2 separate regions of the Gossypium hirsutum genome follow, and region 1 is linked to region 2. A link is a contact called in public Hi-C data. All regions are on one chromosome and are shown on one strand. The core of a region is the stretch at or near the end of the contact, and the rest is flanking DNA. Distances in the headings are between cores, read along the strand shown. Region 1 holds the start of LOC107934530 (vacuolar protein sorting-associated protein 24 homolog 1). Region 2 holds the start of LOC107939273 (protein SEEDLING PLASTID DEVELOPMENT 1).

Region 1 (2,700 bases), core at 122-2,621, 180 kb before region 2:
CTTTTGCAAGTGCCTAAAGATGAATAAGATCACAACAAGAGCTTACATAAGAAATGACTCCTCAATAACGAGGCAAATGCAAAATTGCGGACATGAAAGCATACACAAAAAGACAATAAATGATTTTCACATATAATACACGTGCTAAGGCACATAGGTTTCATCAAATTGGACCACCCAACGAAAAGATGATCTTTTCATTATTCCAAAAATCAACATCTTTCGTGATTTCAGTGTGCAGTTCCAGCTTAGAACCAATGATGAGTTACATCTCCTGATCCTAAGATCGACTAGAAAACTCATTGGACGAATACCTATTGGATGAATACTGAAGATCAGCTAGACTTAGGATAATCAAGTAGCATCCTTTTCGTATGAATGACCAATCATTTCATCTAAAAAACCACAAAATCCAATTTACTTCAGCAACTTAAAACATAAAGTCATTCTACACCATATAATGACCTAGATCCTTTTACAATGAACTTTAGATTCACAAGATGCCATGTTTAAGGGTGACTACATGAACCGATGGGTTCGCCTCAATGATCTTTTTATTTGCTAAAATAGAGCCAATCCCCATTGTTAGATGCCACTCTTAAGGGCAGCCGAATTAACCAACAGGTTCTCCTAGATGATCTTTAATGTAATTACATAACTTATCTTCCTAATCAAACCATTCCAATTATAAAATATTGAATTCCCTCAAAAACTATGACATGATTAATCTATATAGATAAAGTTCCATTAGAAAGAAAAAAAAAAAACCCAAGAATTTTTTACCTTAGCAGAACCCATGTCATTTCTCTTAGCGGCTTCTCGAATTGCCTTCTGTACACCTTTCTCCTCTCTCTGAATATCTAATACAAAATCCACATAAAAATCCCATAAATTTTCTTATAAAAAAACCCCCTTATTTTAAACCTGAATTCTCACATACCCATTAACTGAAAGATTCAAAATTACCACTAAAAAGCAATCATCAATTTCTTTTTTCCAAACAATGAAGGGAAAAAGATGGAAATATCTTGCCTCTAATTTGGCGTTCAATGTTACGGCACTCTTGACGAAGCTTTCTTTGCCAATCTCTTAGTGGTTGTTGTGGATTCGGCTTGGGTTTCAACATATTCTTAAATTTATCCATCTTTACCTTTTCTTTCTCTAAATTAGTCCCTTTTCCTTTCCCTCTCTTCGTAACTTAAAAAAATGGTGAGAAAATTTTGCTAGGAAAGCTTGAGCTTTTAGATCTTTCTATGGAATGGAGCAAAGAAAATGGCTTAGAATCAAAGCTTTCCTGTTTTTCTTTTCTTTTCTTTTTTGCCTCAATTTTCTTTTGCCGTGTTTCGTTTCGGAATCTTTTACCTTTCCCTTTTCCTTTTATATTTTCCGGGAAAATACGTGTTATAGAACAGTCTGCAGCGTACTTAGCAACACGACGTCGTTTCGCCCACCGCGTTAACATTTCCTTCTCGTATTTTTAATTTTATTATTTTATTATAAATTTGAATTAATGTAAACTAATTTATCACAATTTGTATGACAAAATTTATTTCAAACGACAAATCGTGATTAATTAATTTTTTTTATACAATATCTAAAATTAGGTACAGTCTCTCTTTAATTATAAATAGGAGGATAATATATTTCAGTACACTCGAACTTACGTGTTCCTATGTTAGCAATAATTCTCATATCTATCAAATTAAGACTTAATCGAAAATTATAATGTCATTAAAATACAGAAAATCTAAAACATAAGTAATTTTATGATTGTAATCAAAATAACAATTATTTTATATAAAATTTTAATAAATATATTTATTACATAATTTATCACAAACTCATAAAATTCATATTTTTTTTACTTACATTAATAACTATAACAATAAACAAATTAGCTCATGGGAATTTAATATTTAACTTGTTTATACTTTACTTTTTTTATACAATTTTTAGAACTAAAACTATCTATAGTCGCTCCAATTAGAAGAATAATACGTTTTAATACACTCAAAACTTAAATTTTCTTACACTAACAACAAATAAATGATACAAGGCTCCAACTCTGATTTTTTTTTCCACCTAACAACAGTTTTTTGCTTGATTTGTGCCTATTTTCTTGATGGTTGTATTTAAAAGTTATTTCATTAAAAAAAGAAGCAAACATTAAATTAAAAATGAATATGAAGTCATGGATGAAGAATTAACTTGCTAACAGCTTATGCTAAGACTTAGTGATTAAAGCTTCCTTTTGACACTCCATATAATAAACAAAAATTGCTAACACTTTATATCATCATCAACCTTAAACCAATTGAATTGAAAATACAACCAGTTCAACCTTCAGTTCAGTTCTGGGATCCATGCTCATCACAATGCCAACCAAAAAGTAAATACTATGATGCGTTGGACATGAGTAGGACAATATGATTTTCCAAGAAGCTTCCTAACATATTTATATCTGGAAAAAATCCCCTTGTCGAACACATTTTGAACAATGGTACGTAGTTAGGATCCTCTAAATAGAAAAAAAAATATCATCATACACGTGTAAGACAGATATCCGTATCCAACATCCTGGAATGACATTCACAATGTGTGTTACATAAATCTAAGGAGGCAAACACAATCTAGGCTTGGAACTGCCACTCTCAATCTTGAATATCAATGGAGGTAATCCAAATCTATAAATTTGTAAGA
Region 2 (2,700 bases), core at 141-2,640:
ACCACTAAAGCATAACTACCCTGTATTACCTCAATAAGGAGAATGTCAGAGCAATGTCTTGCTTGATGACAACCATTTTATAACAACCTTGCCACTTGCTCGACCACATACTCACCATGTCCCAGAATTGTTAGCAATGTGGCATTATTAGGTGGGAGACCTTTCTCCTATAAATACCCTAAAGAGCGATGAATAAAGGATCAGATCTTAAACCCTCTTACTAGTCCTCAACCTCAGTCTTCTTCAGCATAATACCCATTTTCTACCTTTTGTACTTTTCTGGCTCTCCATTTTATTAGGTGAATTGACCTCCTATATACCACTACCTTCTCCTCATTATCTTCTTCATTGTTGATACCCATTATCAATAAATTTCGTACATGTATTGTTATTATTATTAGTTTCAAATATTATATTTTATTATTTATTGTATTTTAATTAAGAGCCATGATAAAAAGGATAAGTTTGAAGGGGAATAGAAAAAGAAAAAAAAGGTAAAATTTTGTAGAAGGGAAATAAAATTTGAAATAAAAAATTTGTAGAAGGGAGATAAAATTAAAAAAAAAAAGAAGAGGCATAAAAGAAGGTTACATACAATTTTTTACCATAAGTTTTTTAAATTGTAACTAAAAAAGCATCCAGTTGCACTTTGTTTCAACTATTGTTCAAACATATAACTTGGTTGGCTGTACAATGGTTTTGTTTTAACAAAAATTGGAATAGAATCGAAAGGAACAAAATAAATGCAAAACATGGCAAGGAGTAAAGTAAGGAGATAATTAACATACAATATTTGTTAACGCAGTTTCTGATTCTACTTTGTGGAGCCTCGCTTAGTAAATGATTTTATTCAATAATCATCTGAATCACCTATTGGCTTAAGTCTAATCTACCCATACACAAATATGTAATTGTAGCACCAACTCCAACCCCAATTATTACAAATGGATCACCCAAATACCTCACAATGCAATAGAAAACCTATCCAAATAATACCTAAAAAAGTATCCACCAACAATGCGATACAAACAACCTATTATAAGTCTTTTCAAGTGATCACCAACAATATTCTAGTAAGCTTTAAACATAAGGTTAAAGATAATATAAGTATCCACCAAAGTTTAAACTCCTCTCTTTCCTTTTCAAGATTAATTTAACAGAGGATGATCATTAGCTATTGAAAGTTAAATATGCAAACACTCAAAATTTTAATTGCTAAAAAAAAAAATTGTTCTAACATGAAATGAGACAAGGAAGTTTAAATTTCCAATTTTATCTAAGGTGAAGTAAATTTTATTTTGTAGTAAATTTAAGCACCAGGCCTTGAATGAGCAACCTTATTTGAAAAAGTTGAAATCATTGACTAAATTAGTTTATTGGTTTTGGAAGTATAAGCCAATTAATTATTCAAGAGTGGCAATAAACAATACCATGCAGTCCATGCTACTATAAACTTACAGAAATCTAACCTATTGAATGTGAAATTAAATTGACAATATTTAATTTCAAATTTAGCTACTTGTTGAGCAGGTTCAAGTATAAGTTTGGCGATGGTGTGGGTTCTTCAAACCTGGGTTACTCCTCAATTTGCATCCAGAGATTTGTGAATGTGATGGCTCCGTACTCATCCCAAAGACTTTTCAGGTTGGTGTAGTTTAAACAACTTATTATTCCTTTTTTTATTGCGTGTTGACCATGTCCTCTTTTAGATCATCCCAACCCAAACTTTCTCTTCACCAATAAGGCATTATGGTGAAGAAAGATCGTCACTTTGCTTTACATGATCCACACTTCCGTCATTTTGGTCTGAATCGCCGTCTTGGAATGGCTGATTGATGTTCACACTATTTCTGACCCACTAATTTGTAGGGCCAACAACTGAACGACGCCGTCTCTGACCTTCTTTGCACTTCATCTTCCTCCTTGCATCCTTTGCCTTCCTTGATAGTTAAATGTAACCATCACTTAAATTTTACAGTCAGTCATCCGTGTTTTATACTCTTTTACAATGTCATCCAAAAAATCCAAAATATCCACCACGTGTCTTCTCAATCAACCTCCACAACTTCCATGGTCGCTAATGCCTGCCTTTCCTCTGTTGGGGTCCCACTTTCTCTCCAATCCCAGAGGAGATCCCTTCGAATCTTCTTCTTTCTCCTTGCTTCTCATATCTGCTTTCCTTTCCTTTCCCCTTACTACAAAACCAAAACCAAACAAAAGAGAAAATAAAATTCATAGTAAAGGGAAATGAGAGCTTTGAATTCGAGATTTGTTCTTATTGACATCACCAACAACGCCGCTTCATGGCGCTACCGTCAGAGGCATTCCCACTTCATCACGTCCGCGCGCGGCGGAGCTCATCAAAGACCATATATGCCGCCTTTGAAGCAATCTCAAGCCTCTGTTCTCCGGACCCCACAGATCCGTAAACCCTCCGATCGAACTACGTCCTCCAATGGGTCGTCGTTGGATTGCCCGAACCCAGCTTCGACTTCCCGGATGGAGTCATGTACGGAGCTCGATTTGTTCCTCGAGATGTTGCCGTCGAGGATGAGGAGTGAGCTTAACGGGCATGAAGAGATTGGGGAGTTGATTGAGGTGGTTATGGATTTGGGGAGGAAACCTCTCGCTAGGTTTCCTTCGGGGGATTGGGTTATTTCGGAACAACCTGTTAAGCATGAAGATTTAAAGCATGCAACA

The links. Hi-C and Micro-C count contacts between places; a contact is called where the count stands out from the background.
Region 1: a contact with region 2 is called in a Hi-C map of leaf, with 2.3 times the contacts expected there. The contact joins the promoter of LOC107934530 here to the promoter of LOC107939273 in region 2. A contact is called at or near these places in 13 of 34 Hi-C or Micro-C datasets (callus, hypocotyl, leaf and 2 more).

The regions. Positions count from the first base shown.
Region 1 is chrA10:110,438,822-110,441,521 of Gossypium_hirsutum_v2.1, reverse strand. LOC107934530 (vacuolar protein sorting-associated protein 24 homolog 1) reads right to left here and starts at 1,371. Exons shown (of 6, transcript XM_016866979.2): 1 at 1,033-1,371; 2 at 784-860; 3 at 1-13. The coding sequence starts at 1,144. It overlaps LOC107934552, which reads right to left. Exons shown (of 5, transcript XM_016867003.2): 5 at 2,524-2,700.
Region 2 is chrA10:110,258,829-110,261,528 of Gossypium_hirsutum_v2.1, reverse strand. LOC107939273 (protein SEEDLING PLASTID DEVELOPMENT 1) reads left to right here and starts at 1,390. Exons shown (of 9, transcript XM_016872576.2): 1 at 1,390-2,700. The coding sequence starts at 2,248.